Linked DNA regions of Mus musculus: regions 2, 3, 4, 5, 6 and 7 are each linked to region 1. A link is a contact called in public HiChIP or PLAC-seq and promoter capture Hi-C data. All regions are on one chromosome and are shown on one strand. The core of a region is the stretch at or near the end of the contact, and the rest is flanking DNA. Distances in the headings are between cores, read along the strand shown. Region 1 holds the start of Slc35c1 (solute carrier family 35, member C1). Region 2 has its middle 32 kb from the start of Gm31473. Region 3 holds the start of Dgkz (diacylglycerol kinase zeta). Region 4 holds the start of Phf21a (PHD finger protein 21A). Region 5 has its middle 33 kb from the start of Gm39877. Region 6 overlaps Creb3l1 (cAMP responsive element binding protein 3-like 1). Region 7 overlaps Gm39880 (a long non-coding RNA gene).

The links. Promoter capture Hi-C pulls out the DNA fragments that hold promoters and counts their contacts. HiChIP or PLAC-seq counts read pairs in DNA pulled down with a chosen protein or histone mark.
Region 2: an H3K4me3 HiChIP or PLAC-seq map of bone marrow-derived macrophages shows a contact between it and region 1, with 4 times the contacts expected there. The contact joins the enhancer-like site here to the promoter of Slc35c1 in region 1. A contact is called at or near these places in 5 of 39 promoter capture datasets (embryonic stem cells, hippocampal neurons, pre-B cells and 1 more), 2 of 15 datasets of contacts at CTCF or cohesin (CD8 T cells and pro-B cells), 14 of 484 Hi-C or Micro-C datasets (B cells, the Ba/F3 cell line, the C2C12 cell line and 9 more), 21 of 115 datasets of contacts at active chromatin or transcription factors (the 230-238 cell line, the SCID.adh cell line, bone marrow-derived macrophages and 13 more) and 2 of 9 other capture datasets (adipose tissue and embryonic stem cells).
Region 3: a promoter capture Hi-C map of neural stem cells shows a contact between it and region 1. The contact joins the promoter of Dgkz here to the promoter of Slc35c1 in region 1. A contact is called at or near these places in 1 of 39 promoter capture datasets (neural stem cells), 2 of 484 Hi-C or Micro-C datasets (pre-B cells and uterus), 15 of 115 datasets of contacts at active chromatin or transcription factors (the 230-238 cell line, the SCID.adh cell line, astrocytes and 11 more) and 3 of 9 other capture datasets (adipose tissue, embryonic stem cells and liver).
Region 4: a promoter capture Hi-C map of erythroid cells shows a contact between it and region 1, with 7 times the contacts expected there. The contact joins the promoter of Phf21a here to the promoter of Slc35c1 in region 1. A contact is called at or near these places in 3 of 39 promoter capture datasets (embryonic stem cells, erythroid cells and pre-B cells), 1 of 15 datasets of contacts at CTCF or cohesin (the G1E-ER4 cell line), 15 of 484 Hi-C or Micro-C datasets (CD4 T cells, CD8 T cells, the G1E-ER4 cell line and 8 more), 9 of 115 datasets of contacts at active chromatin or transcription factors (the 230-238 cell line, the SCID.adh cell line, bone marrow-derived macrophages and 5 more) and 4 of 9 other capture datasets (adipose tissue, liver, macrophages and 1 more).
Region 5: an H3K4me3 HiChIP or PLAC-seq map of embryonic stem cells shows a contact between it and region 1, with 22 read pairs. The contact joins the enhancer-like site here to the promoter of Slc35c1 in region 1. A contact is called at or near these places in 1 of 39 promoter capture datasets (pre-B cells), 3 of 115 datasets of contacts at active chromatin or transcription factors (the 230-238 cell line, embryonic stem cells and large pre-B cells) and 2 of 9 other capture datasets (adipose tissue and pancreatic islet).
Region 6: an H3K4me3 HiChIP or PLAC-seq map of embryonic stem cells shows a contact between it and region 1, with 37 read pairs. The contact joins the enhancer-like site here to the promoter of Slc35c1 in region 1. A contact is called at or near these places in 12 of 39 promoter capture datasets (the 3T3-L1 cell line, 3T3-L1-derived adipocytes, the C10 cell line and 5 more), 5 of 484 Hi-C or Micro-C datasets (B cells, the G1E-ER4 cell line, embryonic stem cells and 1 more), 16 of 115 datasets of contacts at active chromatin or transcription factors (the SCID.adh cell line, bone marrow-derived macrophages, cardiomyocytes and 10 more) and 4 of 9 other capture datasets (adipose tissue, embryonic stem cells, liver and 1 more).
Region 7: a promoter capture Hi-C map of 3T3-L1-derived adipocytes shows a contact between it and region 1, with 5 times the contacts expected there. The contact joins the enhancer-like site here to the promoter of Slc35c1 in region 1. A contact is called at or near these places in 11 of 39 promoter capture datasets (the 3T3-L1 cell line, 3T3-L1-derived adipocytes, cranial neural crest and 6 more), 9 of 115 datasets of contacts at active chromatin or transcription factors (embryonic basal ganglia, embryonic forebrain, embryonic hindbrain and 5 more) and 2 of 9 other capture datasets (adipose tissue and embryonic stem cells).

Annotation. Positions count from the first base shown.
Region 1 is chr2:92,458,473-92,461,800 of GRCm38.p6, reverse strand. Slc35c1 (solute carrier family 35, member C1) reads left to right here and starts at 2,007. Exons shown (of 2, transcript NM_211358.2): 1 at 2,007-3,134. The coding sequence starts at 2,603.
Region 2 is chr2:92,057,963-92,061,362 of GRCm38.p6, reverse strand. No RefSeq gene overlaps it. Among named protein-coding and RNA genes, the nearest start is that of Gm31473, 32 kb to the right of the region's middle. Within about 2 kb of position 1,397, at least 233 of the 459 cell types and tissues checked have an H3K27ac peak or open chromatin away from gene starts, as enhancers often do. A contact at or near this core is called in the Ba/F3 cell line, the C2C12 cell line, CD8 T cells and 17 more, where this site is marked.
Region 3 is chr2:91,948,728-91,952,057 of GRCm38.p6, reverse strand. Dgkz (diacylglycerol kinase zeta) reads left to right here and starts at 1,710. Exons shown (of 32, transcript NM_001166597.1): 1 at 1,710-1,837.
Region 4 is chr2:92,182,805-92,186,176 of GRCm38.p6, reverse strand. Phf21a (PHD finger protein 21A) reads right to left here and starts at 1,995. Exons shown (of 19, transcript NM_001362829.1): 1 at 1,825-1,995.
Region 5 is chr2:92,142,493-92,145,930 of GRCm38.p6, reverse strand. No RefSeq gene overlaps it. Among named protein-coding and RNA genes, the nearest start is that of Gm39877, 33 kb to the left of the region's middle. Within about 2 kb of position 1,795, at least 12 of the 459 cell types and tissues checked have an H3K27ac peak or open chromatin away from gene starts, as enhancers often do. A contact at or near this core is called in embryonic stem cells and pancreatic islet, where this site is marked.
Region 6 is chr2:92,006,974-92,010,369 of GRCm38.p6, reverse strand. All of the region lies in intron 1 of Creb3l1 (cAMP responsive element binding protein 3-like 1), which reads left to right. Among named protein-coding and RNA genes, the nearest start is that of Creb3l1, 15 kb to the left of the region's middle. Within about 2 kb of position 1,904, at least 358 of the 459 cell types and tissues checked have an H3K27ac peak or open chromatin away from gene starts, as enhancers often do. A contact at or near this core is called in 3T3-L1-derived adipocytes, B cells, the G1E-ER4 cell line and 13 more, where this site is marked.
Region 7 is chr2:92,843,813-92,847,219 of GRCm38.p6, reverse strand. The region is part of intron 2 of Gm39880 (a long non-coding RNA gene); the gene reads right to left. The region is part of intron 4 of Gm13791 (a long non-coding RNA gene); the gene reads left to right. Among named protein-coding and RNA genes, the nearest start is that of Gm32413, 39 kb to the right of the region's middle. Within about 2 kb of position 1,524, at least 42 of the 459 cell types and tissues checked have an H3K27ac peak or open chromatin away from gene starts, as enhancers often do. A contact at or near this core is called in 3T3-L1-derived adipocytes, adipose tissue and forebrain, where this site is marked.

The DNA.
Region 1 (3,328 bases), core at 758-3,257:
AAGAGGCAAGAGAGGGAGGAGGGGGCAAGCAGCCCCTTTTATAGTGTGCCAGGCCTACCTGGCTATTGCCAGGTAACTGTGGGGTGGAGCTTAGACGGAATACTAACAACAGTGATCTCAAAAACACTCTAATACCTTTGCTTAGCTACCTCACATGCAGCCCCTGGTCAGGCACACAGGAGGTGCTCTCCCCCCATGTTCTCTGAAAGAGACAATCACTGTCTCCCCTAGAAGTGGAGCTGTCCATTAAAACCAGCAAATCTATAGCTAAATGTGTTTCAATTTTATATTTTGACAAATCAGTACTGATTCCCCACCCCTCTTCCCTTGCTGTCCTGGGAATTGAACCCAGGACCTTGTGCATCCCAGGCAAGCACTCTAACACTGAGCTATATAACACTGAGCTTGATCTCCAACCCTTTATTCATGTCTAGGTATGTGTGCCCAAGCCCCCCTTTTTGAAACAAGTCTCACTAAATTGCCCAGGCTGGCCTTGAATTTTATCCTGTAACTCAGACAGGCCTTGAACATTTTTTGTTTTGGTTTGGTTTTGGTGTTTCGAGACAGGGTTTCTCTGTGTAGCTCTGGCTGTCCTGGAACTCACTCTGTAGACCAGGCTGGCCTCAAACTCAGAAATCCGCCTGCCTGCCTCTGCCTCCCAAGTGCTGGGATTAAAGGCGTGTGCCACCACTGCGCGGCTGAGCTTTTGATCTTCCTATCTCAATTGGGATTACAAGCCCTTTACCATCAGGCCCTACTAATAAAATAGTAATTGAAATACTTTAAGCGAGACATCTTTATAACCAACCACATAAGCAATAAGTCTGGAACCCACTGTGTTAGCCATTTCCATAATAAAACCAGCTCAACCTAGGGCAAACTTGCCTGTCCAACAATGGTGCTAGGGAGAAACCAGAGAAAAGTCAGCCCTTCCAGATGCCCAGGTGTAAAAGACCTGGAGCTAATGGCCCACTCAAGCCTGGTTCCCGGGACTGAGAAGGGTACTCTCGTAGGGGAGTGGCGGCATCCGCAGTTCTCCCAACCACGCCCTTCTGGAAGCACCAGCTTGGACCCATAGGGCCAAAGATGCATCTTGTCAAGGGATGCGCCAAACGACAGTAACAGAATGGAGGAGTCCCAGGCTAGCTGGGGTGGAGGGTGGGAGATGGCGTTGACCTTAGATAAAGGAAAGAGGCTTTCTTGATGGGCTCCCGTGGGTAATCGCCCCACCTTGCCCAAAGCCCGACGTGGCAGGAAGTCGTACTGGGGGCGCGGCTTGGGCAGCGTTGCAAGTTCAGCCGAGGGTGGTGCTGCAGGTGCACCCGAGGGCACCGCCGAGGGTGAGCACCAGGTCCCTGCATCAGCCAGGACACCAGAGCCCAGTCGGGTGGACGGACGGTACGTTCTGGAAGGGAAAGGGCCCCGGGAAGGGGATACAGCATTGAGAAGCTCAGAGGCTTTGGTCTGGGCATCCAGAATGGACTTTATCTGGAGGAGGTGACATGGCTTCTCGCCTCTGGAAGTGCTGCTTGGATCTCCGGGACTTCATGTCCTGACTAGGTCTGGAAGCGGTGAAAATAGGGGTAGGAAAAAAGGAGAGGACTGCAACAAGGTCTTCCCGAGTGGCCTGAGCTCGAGGGACGAGGGAGGTGCAACGGTGGGGAGCCGGGCGCAAGGGCTGGGCGGAGGGAGGGGGGGGGTCTCCCTAAGCAGAAAGGTGGTATTCCATTTTCTGGGTAGATGGTGAAGATGCACCTGACCGAGTCTGGTCGATCTGAAGATATCAGGGGAAAAGATAGTGCGGGTGGAGGGGAGAATGACAGAACCTTCCAGAAAATGGGAGAGGCTATAGCACTTGCAAACCCTTCCCTGATCTCCGGGGACTCCCGGAAGAAGAGGGCAGGTCTGTGGGCATAGGTGCAGACTTGCCGGGGAGCTCTTGACGGCCGCGGGAAGTGGCAACGGCCTGCGAGCTGGCCCTTTAAGGCGGCTCGTAGGCGTGTCAGGAAATGCGCGCAGGGCCCGCCCTGCTCGGTAAGTGGCCCGGGACCCGCGTCGCTGAGCCGGAACTTGAATTCGGCTCGTGGCAACCGCAGGGCCTTGCTCCGGTCAGGCCCCTGTCCGTGTCCCTCGAGACGCCTTCCTGAGCCTCGGTGATCTCCCTGCAGCACGCCCTCCTTTCGGCTCTGCGGGTGCTTCCGGGGGTTCCCGCAGCCCATGCTTCCCACGCGGTCCGCGTCCAGTTATTTCCTCCTCCGCTCCGTCCTTCCTTCGCTCTCTCGCTTCCTTTCTCCCTGCGACTCACGTGTCCCCTGTCCTCAAACTGGCCATGGCTGTCAAAGCCCACATCCTTAGTTAGGCCCCTTCTCCCTTCCCTGGGTCTTGTTTCGTGACACCACCTCCCTCCCCCGCCCCGGGAGCGAGCAAGATGAGGAGCGGTGCACCTCGGCAAATCCGGAAGCAGAACTTCATCCAAGAAGGAGGGGACCGATAGGTCATCCCATGTGACAGTTGAAGGCTGCAGCCACAGACCCTAGCTGCTTGAAGCCCTGTAGTCCAGGGACTGCTTCTGGCCGTAAGGTGACCCAGCTCTTCTGCCACCATGAACAGGGCGCCTCTGAAGCGGTCCAGGATCCTGCGCATGGCGCTGACTGGAGTCTCTGCTGTCTCCGAGGAGTCAGAGAGCGGGAACAAGCCATTTCTGCTCCGGGCTCTGCAGATCGCGCTGGTGGTCTCTCTCTACTGGGTCACCTCCATTTCCATGGTATTCCTCAACAAGTACCTGCTGGACAGCCCCTCCCTGCAGCTGGATACCCCCATTTTTGTCACCTTCTACCAATGCCTGGTGACCTCACTGCTGTGCAAGGGCCTCAGCACTCTGGCCACCTGCTGCCCCGGCATGGTAGACTTCCCCACCCTAAACCTGGACCTCAAGGTGGCCCGAAGTGTGCTGCCGCTGTCAGTGGTCTTTATCGGCATGATAACCTTCAATAACCTCTGCCTCAAGTACGTAGGGGTGCCCTTCTACAACGTGGGACGCTCGCTCACCACCGTGTTCAACGTTCTTCTCTCCTACCTGCTGCTCAAACAGACCACTTCCTTCTATGCCCTGCTCACCTGCGGCGTCATCATTGGTGAGTGGGACTGGGGGCGTGGGGAGCAGGAATCGTAAAGATCAATACCACATTACTCATTATCTGTCCCAGGTCTTTTGCACCACCAGTCATAGGGAGAGACCTGTAGAGAACAAATAACTTCCTTACTGTGACTCAGTAAGTTAGGGATCCAGCCAAGGTGAACATAATAATGTTAGGCAGACACTACAGCA
Region 2 (3,400 bases), core at 148-2,647, 400 kb after region 1:
GCCAGGTTCTGCGTCCTGAGTCCCGCAATTCTGCACCCAAGTATCTACCCAAACTCTGCTTTCAAACTCGGGAATGAGATTTTTAAAAAAGCTATTATAGCATTGTTTCTAACAGAAAAACAAAGTGAAAATGAGCTAAATATCTTCTAGAAGACGGGAAAAATAAAATGTGCTGAATTCATAACGGGTCCCCCGTCAGCACTGAAAAAGTATGATCAAGAAATACGTACATTAATGTGGGTTCATGCTGCCTAGTTTTTAAAAAAAATCAAGTTACACGATTATATATTCAGTCTAATAGCGTCTCTTCAACGTTTAAAGTAATTTTAGATGATTCCATTAAGTGTCTATAGGCACCAAGATATGGAGTAAAAACATAAAAGCGTGTGCTGGGAATGAAGAAGCCCCAACGTGCTTCCCAACGTGATTCCTCTGGGAAGGGATAGAAATTGGTTCAAAGAATTCCACCCAGATCCAAAGGATCCGTGCCCTTTTAAGAAACTCTGGATTGAGTAGAGGAAACCTTAAGTAAGGAAAGAGAGCATGTGATACAGACAAGCAGTTTTTGTAAGCTTCAGATTTTTAAATGCAATTTTTTTAAATGCAGTTTTTGTAAGGTTCAGATTTCTTAAATTGGCCTTTAACCTTTCAAAGGAATATTTGATTGAGTCGAGGTTGGGTTGGGTTGGGTACATCGGGAAGGCTGGGGGTCCTTAGGGTGGAGGAGGGATGAGGGAAAGAAAAAAGGTGTTCTAGGTAGAAGGAACCCAGCTATGGGAAGAAGGGAGCAGAAGGGGGCGGGGCACAGACCTTTGGCCACCTAGAAAGGTCCTGTAGTCCAGAAACATTTCACACCGCCAGATAGTAGAACGGGGGATGGGACACCCTTGAAGAAGAGACTCCCTCTGGAGTTCAGCAGAATAAGGAAAGGTAATCGGAGAGGGAGTAAACACTGAACAACTTAAATAGTGCTACTCAGGCAGGGTCTAAACTGGGATTAGTTTATGAGGTGTTAGAAAATGGCAGACCTGCTTGCTCAGGAAGATGGGGAGGGCCTGGAGCGCCAGGCTTCTCCACAGAAGCTGCGAGGCTTGGGCAATAGGGGTGTACGGGGCTCGAAATACAGGAGGATGTACTCGGGAGACCTTGGAGAGGAAGATGTTAATACCCAACGGAGTGAGGGTAATTCACAAGGTCACAGAGGGAGTAGCGTAGACTGTAGTAACCACTGCAGGTAGAAGCATCCAGGACGCATCGCGAGTGATCGGGTGGGTGGTGTCACCTTCACTGCGACGGAGAGTAACGGGGACAAGATGCAGCGAGTTGGAGATGCGTGCGTAGCAAACCAAGTGGACTTGCGGGGCGTGCTCCGGGCGCTGCGGGCGAGTGGGAGGCGCCAGAGACAGAGGAGGAGTCTGTCAGAGCGAGCACCAAGGGAGGAGAATCTGAGCTGAGGCCCTGAGGGATGATGAGGAATGGGTTCCGGGAGGATGCAGGGATGGGGAGCATTATGTTGATGCAGAGCAGCCTCCGCGCGGGTAGCGGTGCGCCAGGCTGGGCGGAGCCCGGACACCGGAGCAGGGGTTGGCACCTCCGTCCTCCCGGCCAGGCTGCGGTCGGAGCCTCGGGTGCACCCCGCAGCGGCAGGCGCAGGGTCTGACCCAGGGAGGCTTTTCCCAGCCGGGCATCCACGTAGCTGGAGTACCACCCGGCCGTCCCGGGCCACTGCAGACGCCTGGCGTGCGCAGGCCGCGCCTCCCTAGCCCGAGGGCCTAGAGACGTCACCGAGGCTCTGACGCGCGCTAACCCGGGCGCGGGTTTCCTCCCCGCAGGTCCCGGTCCTTGCAGCCCGCCGCCGCGTCCTTGGCCCTCCTCCCGGGATTCTAATTCGGGAAGACTGTTTGTCCTTCAGCTACTGATAAGGACTCGAGTTTGTGAATAATAATAATAATAATTTTAACAATTCCGGGAAAGAAATAACCATACTCGAGAAACATAATAATAATAACCAGCCCGATAGACCTCTGCTCCTGTGCTCAGTGCTCTTAAGGACAATAATGACAACAGTCATAATAGCCACAGTTTATTAAGCGCTTACTCTTCCATCGCAGTGTTAAGCGCTTTGCAGGCAACAACCCTCGGAGGTAAGTACCGTTATGCTCCCTATTTTTCAGGAAACTAGGGCAGAGAGGTTAAGTAACCTGCCCCAGGGCACACAACTAGCTGATGTCAATGCCAGAATCCCAACCTAGGCTGCCTGTTCTAGTGTAATCCTCGAGCCAATCCGTCAAGGTCGGGAGCATTCTCTCCATCTTAAAGATGAGGAAAACAAGGCACATGGAAATTTAAGTACCTTGCCCAAGGTCACCTAGCTGGATGAGGCAGAAAGCGAACCCAGGGCTCCTCTCTGTCCGCAGAACCCTCGATCTTGGCCATAGGCGATGCCATTTCCAAACCACCTCGGATAGCCCCGGCTTCTGGGAGGCAAAAGCAGCCGCTGGTGGATTTGGGTAGATTCCTGCAGCTTCCGCTCAGCTGATGAACCGGGTGTTTTGGAGCAGCGTCCTTGCTCTGCCTTCAAGCGTAGGATGGGGACGCCTCTCCTGGAATCCAGACCCAGACTAGGCTCGGCGATCCCGAGAAGGGACGGAGCGGGGGCGGAGGCAGCGGAAGGAATCCCGAGTCCCATTTGACCAGCGGCGGGTCTAGGCTCCGGATTTGCACCATATAACCAGCAGAGGGCGCTGCCGCTCGCGCATGGAGTTTCCGTCCCCTCTGCCTACAGCCGCCTGCAGTGGCTTTCCTTCTCCAGGTGACTGAGCCCACGCCGCATTTAGACCGGCTTCTTTAGACCGATTGACATTCGTTCAAGGCTTCCCAAGTCCCAGCCGCTTCGATCTTGTTTTGTATAAGGGGGCAACGGCAGAGATTCCACTCGGTTAAAAGGCCTAGGTGTTTGCAAATTCAGCTCGGTCTGGTCAGGTCTTCCCTTCTAGTGAGCCCGAGGGTGATTTAAAATGGAGGTAGACCCTCCACTTGAAGTAGATTACAAATATTCTTTCCTTTTCCAAAATGGCAGATGATGACTAAAGAGAGAGCCCACAGACGAGAGGGTCTATTTTCATAACAGCCGCCGCCTATTGGTCGCACCAGGCCCTTTTTAGACCTTGATACAGTATGGCCTGTACCGTGGGGATCATGATTCCTGTTTGATGTAAAGTCAAAAAACTAGTAAATAATGACACCTGGATTTAATCTAGGAACTCCCTTAATTAACAGTTACATTCCCAATACCCAGAATGCACAAGCAGACACAACTGATTGGAAGATATTGGTTATAATCCCAAATCTACCGGTGCTTAGAACCCTACCATGGAATCGGGGACTTGGCCAGCTTTCT
Region 3 (3,330 bases), core at 461-2,960, 510 kb after region 1:
CTACATATACATAGAAACCCTGCCTCAAAAGAAAGAAAGAAAAACAGAGAAAGAACACTGGTCGTGTTTTCTCGTGATGGCATAGAATAGCCGTAGTTATCTGGAAACCTGGTGAACTGTCCTTCCTTCCCTGACTTCACACACAGTGAGGCTCGCTCCTTCATGCTCCTCCACCAGGGCAGCCTGGTGTCTTGTGCAGGGACTTTACTTCGCAGGAACCAGCTGCTGCTAGAAAACCAGATATTAGGTTTGCAAAAGCATAAACTATGCCAGCATGATGGCTCAGCAGGTAAAGGCACTTGCCTCCAAGTTGGACTGTTGAATTTGATCACCAGGCTTCACATGTAGTCGGTGGCACTGGCACACATAGGACAAACAATAATGTTTTTAAGTTAAACAGTGTCTTTTTACTGATTTTGTTGTGTTTTATGCAATATTGTTCTCCCTCCCTCTCTGCCTTGCCTTCCCTTCCCTTCCCTTCCCTTCCCTTCCCTTCCCTTCCCTTCCCTTCCCTTCCCTTCCCTTCCCTTCCCTTCCCTTCCCTTCCCTTTCCCCTAGACAGGGTTTCTCTGTGTAGCCCTGGCTGGCCTAGAACTCACTATGTAGACTAGGTTAGCCTTGAACTCAGAGATCCACCTACCTCTGCCTCCTGAAAGATTAATGCTCTTAAATTTAGATTCTATTTGGTTAAGTCTTAGTGCCTATCACCTGCTCCCCAGACAAAATCCTTCTAGGAGTTTTAGAAATTATTATTTCTGGCTGGGTGCTGGTGGCGCACGCCTTTAATCCCAGCACTTGGGAGGCAGAGGCAGGCGGATTTCTGAGTTCAAGGCCAGCCTGGTCTACAGAGTGAGTTCCAGGACAGCCAGGGCTACACAGAGAAATCCTGTCTCGAAAAACCAAAAAAAAAAAAAAAGAAAAAGAAATTATTTCTGAAAAATGGGAAGTGCTTCTGGATTCGGGTGGGAACATGAGCGTAGGGGTTGGGAGGGGTTGGCAGGTGTCACACCGGCTGATCTCTCCTAAACATTCTTCTACTGGCCTGAACCCAGGCAGCTCAGCAAGGCCCCTGACCCCCTTGACAGGACCAGAAGAGCCAGGCTCTGGAGTCTTGGCTCAGCTACTCCTAAGACAGGAGTCACAGCTCCCAAGAGCCTCAGGTGCACCATCTGTTCAGCAGGGACAGTGCCTCCCGCACAGGGGAATTACCAGCCTCTTGGCTAATAATGTTGGTGAGAAAAGGCTGTCTAAGTTGTGAAACACTCAATAGATAATTATTTTTGTGGTTGTTTTGTCTGGAACCAGCGTGGTTAGCTGGCTAAGACCCTGTAAAACCTGTCCCATGGACATAGGAGGACAGTAAGCAATTGTCTCCTTTTCCTTAAAAGGGGGGCCCACTCCTGCCCTCCTATATACCCCATCTCCCCTGTGCAGACACTGTGTGGGCTGGCCTGTTACTGAAGGAAAGAGTGTATTGATGGCTGTCACTCGGCCTGGCTTGGGACGACGTGGGAGAGAGGTGCCAGGAGGCCAGGCTCCTGTGCTTAGCGTGTGCACCGCCCACCCTCCCACCCACCGCCTGCTGCCTGCCTGCTATAGGGCCAGGAGCCACCACTGGGAGAGGAAGTGCAGTCGGTTACCAATTGGGCTATTTTCATAACGGTTGTTGTCTCCGGCTTGGGGGAGGAGGGTGGTGAGGGGGAGGGGGCAGCGGAGCCACTGCAGCTAGCTGTCCAAACTAGGACTTGCTCTGCAGAGGCCGGCAATCCCAGCAAACTGGAGCAAGAGCAGAGGCGCCTGGGACCCCAGTCCCCACCTGCTTGTCCTTCCAGATCAGGTCAAAAGGGGGGGGGGTCCTCACTCTTCCTTAACTCCTGCTCCCTTCTGTGACTGGGTGGATCTGGGGAGGGTAGATCAGGGCAGGCCCAGGCACCACCATCTCCAGATAAGGGCTTCCCTGCCAGCCCCCCCTCGGTCTGATGGAAAGGAGCTGGGCCTGCTGGGCCCCCCACGCCTGGGCAGGCCCTGAAAGAAATACTTGGCTCTCATTTAGCTCTCTTACCCTTCAGCCCTGGCCCACCCATTTACCTGCATGTTGTCCTTGTGTTTGGAGCAGAATCTCTTTAGTGAGGAGACCTGGTAAAGTCCGCACCCTGCCTGATCAGCCCAGGCCAGCCTAGACGAGCTGGCTGCCTTCCCAGATTTCCTCTCTTCCCCCTGACCCCTGGGGCTGTGGGAGCCGAGCAGCCAGGGCTGGCTTCTGGCAAGCAGTCCCTCCGACCAGGCAGGCCTTCATTCTGGGACTGGTAGAGAACAGGTGCCCTACCCAGGCCAGCCTTCATGGAGCAGAGGCCTTCCCATGGCGTGAAGTAGCTACTGTGGCAAGACCCAACTGGTGTCCTGTGCAGGTCCCTCTGGAGGCTGAGGGGTCCCGGAGGACCCGCCTCATGCCAGGTGCAGAGGGCATTCCTCAGGAACAGACGCCCGGGTGGCATGGCTGTATGGCTTTCTTCCTCATGTGGTGAGCGGTGGCCACCCTGGGCACTCCTGCTTCCTTTTCTGGGTTCCCACCCCCGCTGTGGGCAGAAACAAACCTCAGGAGGTGGCACGACCATAGGCCCTGCGGTTCTACCGTGTCCTAGGTCTGCCAGGTAGCATCAGGTGCTTTCTGTGCATCCTTGCAGAGTGACCCTCATGCTGGCCTGTGGTGGTTGGACCCACCTTGCACATGGAAAAGTAGATGGGTGGCTAGTTGATCTGCTGAGGGTGTGTAGTGTACATGCTAGGTTCCTAAGTGCTTGCTTGCTTACTTACTTATTTATTTACAAACATGTCTCATGTAGCCCAGGCTGACATTGAACTTGTATCCTTCAAGATGGTCTTGCCTCCTGCCTCTGCCTCCCAAGTGCTGGGGATTACAGGGTCACACCACTATACCAGGTTTTTCCTAGTAGCCAGCATCAAATGTGAGGTGGTTTGGCTAGGGGCCAGCGGCCCTTCCTAGCAGGTGGTTGAGGAAGCATGTGGCTTGCTCATGCCGTCCCCCCATCTCCCATACGCCCTGCCCTCATCAGGCTCTCAGAGGCCAGCTGGAGATTAATGTGGCCCTCTGAGACATTTTTATATTGTCCTCCTTGAGTATGGCTGGGTGCCCCAGACAAGCCCAGGAAGCCTAGGAGGCAGCCATTTTGCTGTGCTGTCAGTGTGAGAACCTTCTAGGGCCTCCCCCAAGACAGTGTGGTGTGTGGAGGTGATAAGGGATGGAGTGAGAAGAGGTGACCACTCAAGCGGAACCATGGGAGAACTCCAGACCCAAACAGGGCTTCTTTT
Region 4 (3,372 bases), core at 746-3,245, 280 kb after region 1:
GAATCTGATTCTAACACTCAGCTATCAATTATTAATAAATAAATGCCCTTCCCTCTCTAACTTCCTCAGCTCAAGACTCTACATTCCTGATTATCTACCATTAAGAAAAAGCATAACGAGCATCCCAGCCATGGGATAAAATCTTAGAAGTCCAAAAACACAGCCATAAAGTTCACTGTCAAGGCCAGTGCTGAGGCCCACACATGCCGAGACCTTAAAATCACATTTGTGATTCTAGAAATCCATACTCCCGGAAACATCATTTAAAAACAACACAATGTGGACGTGCAGAGGGAGATCCTCTACTTCAAGACCTAAACAAAGAATATTTCAACATATGACCGGAATATGATGACACCGAATTCACCCACGAAAACAAAACCTGTCTACCACTAGCCGTCGTACCCTCATCTCAACAACTCAACTACTTAGAAATCACTCCCGGCACATCTACACCCCACAATCGGCATGTGGCCTCCTCCCGGGGTGCAAGCCACAAGACAAAGTTGAAAGGAGACCTCTCTCGCCCGGTGCCCCAGTGTCCACATCAAACCCCTCCCCTGCCAGGGCCACCTTGCAGCTACCCACCATTGCGAGCGTGGTCAAGGGAGGAAGAGGAGGTAGGAAAAAAAAGAGAGCGAGCGAAGAGAGAGAGAGAAAGAAATCCTAACAGCACCGCTCAGCAGAATAAAGAGAGCAGAGAGAGGATGACGAGAAGTGTTGGGAACTGCGTGCACCGCGGGGCTGGACCAAACGGAAAGAGTCCCACTCCGCGCGCCCCTCCCCCCGCGGCCCGGGGGGGAGGGGCGGCCGCGGCCCCTCTCTGAGGGGCCTGCGAGTCCCCGGCCCGCGCGGGGTCCCGGGGCGGCCGGCCGGCGGCGACGGCGGGAGGGCCGCCCCAGGGTGAGGGGTGCAGGCGGACTCCTCGGAATAACAAGTTGCAGAAGAAGAAGAATAAGCGGAATTTCCCCAACGCTGCTCCGGCCACCCAAGACAAATGCACCAACACACACTCACTCACACACACTCGGGCCCGGCAGCGTCAGCAGCCGCAGCTTTTTTTTTTTTTTTTTAAACCAGATCTCTCAGTCACCAAACAAGATGGTTTTCCCAAAAAAATATTTTTTAAAATTAAATAACCATAATAAAAACTTCCCCCCGACAGCATCCCAGGGGGTGGGGGTGGGGAAGGGGCCCAGGCGGCCATCCCCTGGCCGCAGGCACTCGCGGGGGGCGGCCTCGGCCCGCGCCCCCCGCCCCTGCGGCCCCCCAGCCCGACCCCCCACGGGGACTCTGTGTCGCCCCCTCGCCGCCACCCCCGACGCGCCGCCCCTGTCACCCGCTCTGGCCCTGTACTCAGCGCCCAGGCTCCCGAGGCTGCTCATAAACTTACTTCCAATCTATCCTAGGGAGGGGTGGAGGGCAGAGGGGAGGAAGGGGGGAGACGAGGTATTCCCATTGTCTTTTTTTTTTTCCTGGAGGGGGGGGGGAGAGGAATAGGAAAAGGGCACGCAGGGGGGCGCCCCGAAGGGGAAGTTATTGCTGAAATCTCAAGTTGACTGAGGGGTCCTGACAAGAACACCCCCTTTCCCTCCTCCCTCCCACACACCCCTCCCCTCCCCCTACCTCCCCCCCACAACAAACTCCAAGCAAGCAGCCCCTGCTCCTTCCCAGAGACAAACACCAGAGACAAGACAGAGGGAGAGAGGGAGGGGGGGAAGGGGGAGGGAGGAGAAATAGAGCTACTCAAGAAAAAAAGAGAGAGAGAGAGAGAGAGAGAGAGAGTGAGGAAAAGAGAGAATGGAAAAAGCTGGGATACTGCACCCTCCTGCTGCTGGCTGGCTGTCCCCCCTGGCAGCTGGAGGCAGGAACTCTGAGCAGGAGAAGCAGGAGGAGGAGGAGGAGGGAACTCTTCTTCATGGGGAGGGAGGGAAGAGGCTGGAGCTGCCGCTGCTGCTTCTGCTGCTGCTGCTCTGGGCCTCTCGCACTTTTTAGATATTAGTGTGTTAAGATGGTAGGTTGTTCCCTTCTCCCTCCTCCTCCTCCTCTCCTCTCTCTCACTCACTCACACTCTCTCTCTTTCTCTCTCTCTCTCTCTCTCTCTCTCTCTGGGCTGTTTCTTTCCTCCTCTTCCCCAGGCAAGGGGGGGTGGGGAGGAGGGGGTGGGGGGGAGGAACTGGAGCCTCCTCCTCCTCCAGGAGAGACACACACAGGCCCCGGGCCGGAATGGGGAGGGAGGAATCAGAGCAGCAGGAGAGAAACTGTGGGAGACAAACAAGCCCAACTCTTCATCCTCCTCCTCCTCCTCTCAGCAGCAGCAGCGAGCACCACCAGCCCATTCACCACCCGGCCCCGGGCCGCAGCACCTCCGCCGCCTCAGCCCGGGGATCCCTCCGCCCAGGCCCAGACACACTCGCCCGCGCGGGAGCCCGCCGCGCGGCCCCGCCGGCCCGCCGCCGCCGCCGTGCGCGCCCCCGCCGCTCCCGAGAGCCGGGCGAGAGGGACTGGAGCTGGGGAAGCGGGGACGAGGGAAGAGCGGGCGGGCGGGCGGGGGGCCGGGCGGAGCTGGACCGCGACGGTCCCGGGCCGCCCCGCGCCCCTGCGTGCGAGCCCGTCGCTCGCGGGAGGCGCCGGGGACCCCCACGGGGGCACGGGGCGGCGGCGGGGGCCCGCGGCGGCGCTCGGGCGGGCGGACTACTTGACGTGTCGGTGCGGCGAATTTATTTCACTTTGCCTAAGGAACGGGGTGTGCTGCGGCACCCATTGCCTAGGGAAAAAACCCGGATGTAAAGTGAGTGAAACTAAACTAGAGTGAAGTAGGGCAGCAGCAGCCAAACTCCGGTGCAGCGGCGGCGGCGGCGCTGGGGCCGAGCGGCCGCCAAACTCCCGGCCCGCCGCCGCGTCGCAGCCCCGGCCAGGCCCGAGCCCCGGTCCCCTCCCGCCGTTGAGAGCTGCTGGGGGGCTCCCGAGCAACCCCAACTCCCTCCAGTGCAACAGCAGTTTGCAGGGGTGGGGGTGGAAAGGAGGCAGGAGCGAGGAGGAAGCACTGCAATGGGGGAGCGAGTGGTCCAGGCAACAGGAGAAGATGCAAGCTCAAGTCGAATGCAACATGCAATCCCCGGCCACCCCGCCCCCTTTGCAAATAACTACCCTTGAACCACTTTATTAGCCGTGCCGAGTCCCACTCTAGCTCCGGGGAGGGGCGGGGGACGGGGTCCTTCGCTCACCTTTATTTATTGCTGCTTTCTGCCCCCCTCTCCATGTTTTTTATTCCTAAGTTCTTTTGTTCTAAGGGGGATGATGGCATTTACTTTTCTGCTTTGTGTAGCAGGGCAATCACTGGGAATCGGCCACGTATAATCCGGCGGTTTG
Region 5 (3,438 bases), core at 546-3,045, 320 kb after region 1:
GCAGAGGTGACTGTCATTGTCCTCATTCCCTTTCAAGGGCATAGTCTATCAGTATCTGTCATCGGTGCTAACCTTGTTCTTGGGCTGTGCTCCTTGGCTTTCTCTAAGGGGTCCTGGCTGCTTGCTTCAGAAAGAAGTCATTGAGGTCAGTCTTCCCTGGAGTAGGGACTTAACTGTTGAGGTGGAATATCTGCAGCAATTATTTAAAATCCTCCTCAGTGGGAGATTTGCCTCTGTTCCCTCGCTCATATTTATTCATTCAATCATTAATTCCATACCGTGCAATCCTGCTTTATCTTGCTGTTCCAGCTGCCCACTGTAGCCTGTGGAGTGCTAGCATTTGGCTCCGGAATCCCTTCAACATACTCCAAGGTGGTGGGAGCCTGCCTGAGGGTTTCTCTTTCACTTGCTGACATTACAAGATGCTACAAGGTCACCTAAATCTCTACAACTCTTATCCTAGAATCACAACTCTATTCAGTTCTGATAATGTAAATTATTACACACACACACACACACACACACACACACACACACACACACACACACACCAGGTGTTTTTGTTTTTGTGTTGAGACAAGGTATCACAATACAGCTCTGACTGGCCTAGAACTTACTATGTAGTATGTAGTAGACAAGGCAGGCCTTGAACTCACAGAAATCTGCCTGCCTCTGCCTCTCCCAGACTTTCCTACTTTTTCTTTCTTTCTTTCTTTCTTTCTTTCTTTCTTTCTTTCTTTCTTTCTTTCTTTCTTTCTTTCTTTCTTCTCTCTCTCTTTCTTTTCTTTTTTCTTTTTTGTTTGTTTTGTTTGTTTTTTTTTTTTTTTTTAGACAGGGTTTCTTTGTGAAGCCTTGGCTGTCCTGGAACTCACTCTGTAGACCAGGCTGGCTTCGAACTCAGAAATCCGCCTGCCTCTGCCTCCCAAGTGGTGGGATTAAAGGCGTGCACCACCACCGCCCAGCCTACTATTTCTAAATATAGCTGCAATGACATCTATGTTTGGGAATGCATCAATAGACATATTCACCTGCTGTAGGAATTATGAAAGGGCAAAGCTGGGGATGGAGAGATGGCTCAATGGTTAAGAGCACTGACTTGTCTTACAGAAGTCCTGAGTTCAATTCCCAGCAACCACATGGTGACTCACAACTATCTGCAATGGGATCTGATGCCCTCTTCTGGTGTGTCTGAAGACAGCAATGGTGAGTACATAAAATAAAAATAAATCAAAAAAAAGAAAGAAAGAAAGAGAGAGAGAGAGAGAGAGAGAGAGAGAGAGAGAGAGAGAGAGAGAGAGAAAGGAAGGGAACCTAGCAAGGCTAACGAATGGATTTAGACAGAACCGCTCTCTCCTGCAGGTCCACTGGCCTTAGAGCTGGCTGAGTGGAGTTGGGTAAATACAACTCTCTGTAAGTCTGTCTGCATATACCACGGGACATTGCAAGCCTGGCTGTAAACACGTCCTAGCTGACCGCAGTGAACACTGGCCAGGATAGAACCACTTAACAGTTTCCTGGTTTCTAAAGCTATTTCCATTTCCATATGACTGCCACTTCCAGGCCCAGGCACTTAGGACAAAGAAAATTAAGCCCACAAAACATTAGCGCACTTCCCCAAGTAGCATTATTTTCAATCTCCCCAAACTGAGTCCACCCAAATATTCACCTGTAAGCAAACGGATGAACAAATTTGTGGTGGATCTGCAGGACAAAAGACTGCTTGGCAGCCTAAGGAGGAGCTCTGGAGACAGGCCGCATCCTCAAAGAATCTCAAAGATACCATGCTGAGAAAAGGGAGCACTTGGGAAACAGCACCTCGTGTGACCTTCTGGAACTGGTGAGACCTGTCTGCAGCTGCACAGAGTAGACCAGCGTGTGGGCTTGGTGAGGTTAATGGGGGAGCTGGACCACACTGTGGTGATGGAAATGTTTGGTGTCTTGAATGTGTTTCTGGTTGAGCTAAATGACTTTAGAAACAAACAGGAAAAAGGATCTTATCACGTAGCCCAGGCTGACCTTGGACTCCTAATCCTCCAGCCTCTGATTCCCCGAGGCTGAGGTCACAGCTGAGACCCTCAGATGTGGATGAATTGCTGTTTCTTTCCTTCTTTTTTGAAGTTTGTTGTTCAAATTGGTGTATTTCAGCAAATTTAAATCATAGTTTTGTAAATTGTTTATTTTTGAGTGTGCGTGTGTGCACACATGCGTATGCATGGTGGTGTGGAATCCAGAGGTCAGCCATCTGTTCTCAGTAGACACGCCCACCCCATTTATTTATTTATCCCTGGTTTGTTTGCTTTGTTTGTTTCCTTGTTTTGAGACAGGGTCTTTCTTCCTTCCTTCCTTCCTTCCTTCCTTCCTTCCTTCCTTTCTTTCTTTCTTTCTTTCTTTCTTTCTCTCTCTCTCTCTTTCTTTCGTTTTTTTGTTTTTTAAGACAGGGTTTCTCTGAACAGTCCTGGCTTTCCTGGAACTCATTCTGTAGACCAGGCTGCTCTTGAACTCAGAGATCCACCTGCCTCTGCCTCCCAAATGCTGGGATAACAGGCGTGTTCCACCACTGCCCGGCGACAGGGTCTTTTATTGAGCCTGAGGTTCTGAGATTAGGTGAGGCTAATGGCCAGCATGCCCCAGTCTCTAACTCCCCGGTACTGGGATTATAAACATATGCCTTCATTCCTGCCTTCTGACTGGGGCATTGGGTCCTCAGGCATACTTTACATGGCATACTTTACCATCTGAACTGTCTCCCCAGCCCTCAATTAAGTTGATTTAAATAACAAGGACTGTGTATACCTATACCCTCCCCCCAACTTATATAATAAGCATATGAATTTCTTTCTTTTTTTTTTTTTTTAAACATGAATTCATGGAGGGAGGACACTCTTTATTTATTTATTTATTTTTGTTTTTTTCCAGACAGGATTTCTCTGTATAGCCCTGGCTGTTCTGGAACTCACAATGTAGACCAGGCTGACCTTGAACTCAGAAATCCGCCTGCCTCTGCCTCCCGAGTGCTGGGATAAAAGGCGTGCACCACCACACCTGGCTCACATATGAATTTCTACCTTACATTTGTATTGAAATGTGTATGTACCTATACATAAAGATATACATATATAAAAGTTTTCTCCTAGGAAGGAACAAGGCTTTTTCTGTACATCCCTAAGCAGAACTGGCTTAAATGTCTCCAACAAAGTTCACCTCTGCTCTCAGACCCAATAAAATGTGTCAACCCCAATCTCAACCTGGTGAGCCTGAAAATAACAAAATAACAGGCGATCAGAATCGAGTCAAAATAAAACCACTATAAGCCTGGGGTTGTATCAGCTTTGTGTGTGGCAAATACCAGGGGTTGCACACCACTTCTCTCTCTCTCTCTCTCTCTCTCTCTCTCTCTCTCTCTCTTTCTCTCTCTCTCTCTCAAAATAAAACCACTGT
Region 6 (3,396 bases), core at 655-3,154, 450 kb after region 1:
AGTGTGGTGGCCGTGACTGTCTTTCTCCTGTTGTGTTTTTCTTGTTTTGGTTTTTGAGCTAGGTCTCTCTGTGTAGTCCAGGCTGGCTCCAAACTCATAGAGATCCACCAACTTCTGCCTCCCAAGTGCTGGGATTAGAGGTATGCATCACCAGACCTGGCCTTTGGTGGGGTTATGGTACTGGTGATAGAAGCCAGGGCCTCATGCATACATAGCATGTGCTCTAACCTCTGAGCGACATTCTTTGAATTGGTGTCCATCTGACCCTATCTGATGAGTTTCTCATTGGGCTTGTGTTACTGTCTGGTAGTGTCCCTCTATGTAAACTGGGGTGCTATGGGTGGAGTACTAATATACATATGATAGACCCTGTGCAAGACAAATCTCAATGTATCAGTTGTGGGGGTAGGGGTGGTTTGTATCTCTCATTGTGTCATGTCAGAGAAATGGAGATTCCCTGGGTGGAAGGTCCCTCCCATCCCAGCTCTGAGATGCAGTGTACACATGTGCACTCACAGAAGCAGCCCTGTGTATTTGGATTTAGGTTTCATGGTTAATCGTTGAATAAGGGAAAAACAGGTCAACCCAGCACCAGCCCTTCCTTGGCCTGTAGGAAGAGGGCCTGATAGGAGGTTAGAGCAGCAGACTCCCTGTAACTCCCACACCTGCCAGGAGGGCTCTAGGAAGACTTTATCCCTTCTAGGTCCAGAAAGGCTAAACAAAGAAGGAGCTGACTTCTGACCCTGACCGCTCAATTCAGGGGGAACACAAACAGTAACCCAGGAGAAACCTGGGCACACCACCTGACCATGCCTGGACCTCAGAGCAGAGCCAAGTAGGGCTCTCCATCTGGGGCCTCCTGAGTTCTGGTTCAGTATCTATGCCCTTTCGTCAGGCAGCCAAGAGCCTGTCTCTAGAAGACAAGTTCTTAGTCTCTTAGGGCCCCCAAATACCTGGATGGTGATGTTTAAGGACAAGGAGATCTACTGACAACTGGGGACCCAGAAGCCCATATCTCTGGGCAGTCTTAAGTTTCCCTCACCCAACTCCCACCCACACTGGACACAGCAGTGACTCACAGCAGTGGCCTTTGGGCTTGAAATGGAGGCAATTATCTAGTGATCACTAGGCAAGTAACCGTCCGGGAATGTGTGGGTCAGTGTGTTAGGGGACAAGAGGCGTCTGCTGCCCTCCCTGGGAAAAGAACGAGGGAAATGTGAGAGGATTCCCCTCCCATCTCTTCCCAGAGCTTATTTTCTCAGAAGGAAAGTTCGCAGGGGATTTCCCCCACCCCTGATCCCACATCTCAGTCTGGACCAACTTAGGTCTCTCCCACGCAGCACGGGCTGAATCTCTCTGGATCAGGGTTTGGTGCAGAAACCAGAGCACCAGTGCAGGCATCAGAGAACCAGGTCCAGGTCTAGGGGAAAGAGATGCACAGTGGCTGCTTGTACGTATACCACAGCTGACCGCTGCGTCCAGATATTTTCACTGTCTGCAGTGACCCCTTTGCAAGGGTTAAGGAAAGAAAGAGCTCAGTCTGTACAACCCTGGGAACGTCTCCTCTCACACGAGGGGCTGGCTGGGGCTCCATTCGTGCCACCCCATGGTAAGATTACTGGAAGGAGCGGAGGGGCAGAGCTGGAAGTGAGTTGCTCTCTCTCCGTTCGCCTATCATCGCGAGTGGCCACACGACTGATTAGGGTCGTGGAATTGCCATCTCAGCTCTGCCCCAGACACAAACTAAGAACTGATTATATCCCCCCTCCCCCGTGTAGCAAGCTTCCAGGTCTAGGATCCTACTCTGCGCAACCGCGTTCCTGGTCAGGCGGGCGGTGGCTCGCAGCCTCCTATCATTGGCCAGGAGCTTCTCTGCTCTCACCAATGGCAAGCGGGATTCCTGGGAGGGGCGGGGCCCAAGAGGCCGATTAAGCCACGTAACTGCAGCACTGAGCGAGCAGGGCTCCCTCCACCCCTAAAATTTAAAGGGCGGGCGGCTGAGCTGTAGCGCCAAGGAGAGAAGCAGCAGCCGGGGAGGCAGGGTGCCGGCCTGAGAGCCGGAGGTCTGGGGACCTCTCCTTCCAGGGAGTGGAACCGGCGCCTGTTGCCCGTGGCGGCCGAGAAAGAGCTGATATTGGCACAAGTGTAGGAAAAAGTCTTTAAGGAGGAGGGAAATATCTCCAGTGCCTCCTTCTCTGGCTTCCCACCCCCGTTGCCTGTACGGAATGGCACCCCCCCCAAGACTGCCCACCCTAACAGAACACCCCGCCCCCTCAAACGCTGGCGTGAGCCTTCTGTGAACTCCTGGCCACCGGCCTTCCTCCCCCCTCCCCCGCCCCCCAGCGCCACCCCCTATTTCCATCAGACAGCCTAAATATGATTCTTGTGTGTCTGTGTGAGCTGGAGGAAGGCTCTATAGCGGGCGAGAGCGACCAGGGCCAGAGATGGGGAGGTTTGAAATCTCTAGAGTGAGCTTTACGGGGATGGAGGGAGGTGGGTATAGAACATAAGGGAAACCTCCTTACCCTCAGTTCAATCCCAGAGCTGCGGAGAACCCCATCCGAAATACTAGTGACACGCCTTGTGACTGTGGGTAAATGGCTTGCTCTTTCTGGATTTTAGCTTTCTTGTTAGCAAATGAGTTGAGGGGCATAGACCACTGACTTTCTCGGGTTCCTGCTGTCTCACAGCATAACTGAGATGCCGGCTCAATGCCAGACATCAGATGGAAGTAGGCTACATTATTCAGTGAGCAGCTACTGGTGGCAATGCTCCCATGAGAGGCTGATGCGTCTAGGTGCTATGTGACAGGACCACCATCCACCCAGCACTCCAGGAACCTGGGACAGGGAGGAATGAGCGCGGGAGCTCCTCTACCCCACCCTGCCTGCCCCTTGGCCGCCCTCTTCTTCCACTTGGCTCCCACCGCTCCCAGCCTGCTGAGCGTTGGCTGTTGTTTCTAGCAGGTGGGGTGGGGGGTGTCTCACAACACCCGGCCATTTGAGGCCCCCTAGCAAGTTCATTCGGGCACCCCCAAAGAGGGTCCTCGCTTATTTTCCTAAAACTGGAAAACCTTCAGGGACCCCTAACCCAGGCTGGAGGGGGCTGGCTCTTCTCTCCCAGGCCCCCGGGAAGGGGGTTGGCAAACTCTTATCGCCTGCGGAGCAGCTGCTGGAGAAATACCGTGGCCGCTGACTCATGGCTCTTCCAGCTCTGTGCAACCCCCTCCCCTGGGCCCCACCGCAGCCTTGGAGAGCGCCCCACCACCACCATCACCGCATCCCAATCCCCGAGTTCGGCTGGAAGGAAGCGCCCCCAGGTGGGATGGCCTGGTTCTGCTGCGGATGTGAACCTCTCAATCATGGCCTGGGATGATGGTCGTTAGAATGGATCATA
Region 7 (3,407 bases), core at 275-2,774, 390 kb before region 1:
CCAGGGAAGAGATTTCACACAATGGCTCTGAGAAGCTGCTGGGCAGACAGGAGCCCAGAGACGAGAAAGGCAGGACCACACCTTGAGTAGGGTTGCTTGACCCACTTACCTCTTCCTCCTATTTAAACCTGAACCTCGTGTGAGGCCCCAGAGATGGAGTTGGAGGAGCGGCAGAACTCTGAGTTCCTCTGCCCAGTGCTCTCACATTTAATGATTTTCCTCTTTTCTGCTTTTCACTGTTGCTTTCCTGTTCAATTGGCCTCTTGAGAACTAGTGACTGAGCCTGGGTGAAGCCTCTGACCCTAACAATTCTGAGGACAGAATTCTGGGAACTGACCTGGAAGTCCCTTGGAAGGTCTTTGGGAAGGAGGGAGAGGACGGCCATGAGAAAGGCTCTGGATGTAAAAGACTGACTGGGCTTCAGTACCCACATGCTCTGGGCACACAGGCCTTGGGCCTTGAAATCCAGACAGTGCCCAGGGCTTCCATTAACCTTTCCCTGGGAGAGAACGCTGAGATACAGGTCTCTGAGGAGGGAAGGCTCTGGAGCTGCTCGGTATCAAAATGCTTTGCTTTACGGTCCGTTCGTGAATTAGGGGGTGTTTACAGGGAGGGGATGATTTAGACTCAGGGGAGTCTGCTGCTAATAGAAGGCATCATTGAATCTCAAAGTCTATTAGAGACTGTTGTCCTACATCTTGTGCGATGACATTTTGCTACCCGGCTGACCTGACTCTTGTGTTTGCCTTTGTATTGGGATACCTCTCTTCCTTTATTCCTCTCTTTTCTTCATTGTGCTTTAAATATTAGATTTCCCTCCCTCCCTATAGCCGAGTCAAAAAAGGCTTTAAGGTAGGCAAAATACCAAAGAGGGGCATCCAGAGATGGTAGCACTGTGTGTCTCTGACCCAGGGCCTCTAGGCTCTTTGTTTCCTGTGAGACCTCCAGCAACAAGTGTCCTGTAACAAGTGTTTCTGTATTTAGGTAGGGGTGGCACTGTATATTTCATTGTATGCATGTGTGTTTTGTATGTGGGCCACATATGCATATGTGTTTGTTGGTTATGGGTGCATGCATGCAGGGGTTTGCAAGTGTGCATGTGTGTGCGTGTACGTGTGTGAGACAGGGTCTTGCACCAAGTCTAGAGCTCACTAATACGACTAGACTACCTGGCCAGCAAGTCCCAGAGGTCCTCATGCTTGTACAGCAAGCTCTTTGATGACTGAGCCATCTCCTGGCCTAAGTCCCATCCAGTTCTTAGTCATTTTGCCCCAACCATTACTGTTAAGACTTTTGATCCCTCATCAGACATGCTGGTCCTGGGGGTTCATTTCCAGAGTGCCTGCTCCTCAGAGGACACTCTTGGCAGTGACTCTAGTAATCTCCAAACACAAAAAAAAGGGACTGAAGTGCACCAAAAGCCACCCTACTGCCTCTGGAGAGGGCAGCCCAGTGCCACTCCATGAGGGACCGCCCCCCTCCAAGCCCCAAGAGTAAGAACAGCCCTTTCTCTTCCCAGAGTCTGAGATCTGGCCCTTGGCCTGGTGAGAGCAGCCTTGCTCTGTGGTCCAGTTTACTGGTGACCTCTGTCCAGGCACTACTGAAACCAGCTGGGGGCCTGGCCCACGCCTACCGCCCAGCCCGCCGGAATGAAGGCCTCTTCTTTTGAGCAAATAGTTTGCACATTGACATCTAGAAAATGAAAGCATTTGTAGTGGCGGGGTGCCCAGCTTCTCCCTGTGGTCTCTGGAAAAGATTTCGTGAGAGAGAATGGTACAAGGTCTTTCCATCTGATCCTCCCTCCAGGCCGGCAGCACAGAGCTGTGGGGAGCCTGTCTTCCTTCCCTGGCACCCCACAGTTTGCTATTGTCCCATTGGTCTCCTCTTTGAGTTGAACAAGGCGGGCAGACAGGCCAAGGGATATATTTCAACTGCCCTTGGCTGTGTTTATAATCACAGACATGAAAAGGGAGGAAGGAGATTGAGTTTATAGGATGGGTTCTTTGTGTAAGCTCATTTATCTCTCTCGAGCAGCAGTGGGCTGAGTGAGTTTCCTTTTTGTTTCCAATTCGGGAAACTGAAATATGAATCTATGCTGATGAGAGAAGAAAGGAATTGAAAGAGGCATAAATCTTATCTTCCGAGCCCTCCGTCGGCTTCTGTGAAGAAGGGGCTCTAGACTGGTAATTAACTGCTTTGTGGCTGAAGAATAGCATCCAGCCACATTGGATAAAAGGCTGGAGGGAGGCGCAGGGCTAACCATGAGCAGTGTCCCCCAGCCTGACATGTCACCTAGATCCCAGCTCTCAGAGTCAGCCTGGGAGGTGTTTGGCCCCTTTCTGTACCACGTACAGAGGGCATCGCTCAGCCAGTGGTTGCACAGAGGTATCCTGGATGCCACTTGGACTTATTGCCAACTATATTCCAATCCTTGCCCAGGACCTACTAGGTGCTTAGGGAGATCTGATGGGTAGTGACTGCCACCTGGTAGCACTCATGCAAGTTCTTGTTTCTCTCTCATCCCTGTGGTAGAATTGTAAGAGTGTAGATAAGTCACTTGTCACCATGCCTTGCACATGGCAGGGGATCAGTCCATGGAGCTGTTGACCACACTGCAGAATGTAAGTTCATGGAGCACACAGACTTGTGATAGTCTTCAGTGTTCACAAGGCTTACAGTGAACACTCTGCACCTCAGCTCACACACATCTGTCCTGGAGGCCACCCCTCCTATATTAGCACCAGAGGAGTGACTGCCTACCTCCTGTCCTTCCCATTGGGTGTCACTTCAGTTCCCTGGATCTGAGCCCCCGAGCTCTGTCTCCCCACCGAGCACAGGCAGATCCCCTGAACAGCTGTGCATGCCTCTGTCTCCTTGAAGCAGAAACCTCTCAGGCGCACTGAGGGCCCAGTGAATCATACACCCTCAATTCAGACAGCTGCCCAGCAGGTACCCCTTTAATACTTACTAAGGGTGTGACAGAGCCATGTAGCAAAGTCACCACCTCCCTTGCTCACATACCTATTCCATACACAGAGCCTGAGGTCCAGAGGGCCTCTGGTGTTGGAAGAAGCCCCTGGGTTAGTTAGTTTTAAACTGAATCTCAAAATCAGGCCTTCTAACTTAGAGTCGGGGCTGCTTGCACCAGACACATGGGCTATGTCACACTGAGGATGATGATGAGTAGGTACTAATTGGACTATCAGAAGTTCAGGACCCATGTGGTTCATGGAAGCAGAGCCTGAGAGTCCGCTGAGGGAGAAGGCACAGGGCAGGGCTACAATGGGTAGCGTTGGGGGCAGCAGCCATGGAGGCAAGGGTTGGGGATTGAGATTTGGAGGTGTGATGGTCGTCAAAACCTGTGAGGTAGTTGGAAATGAGACTGAACACTGTCCATGCAATACATA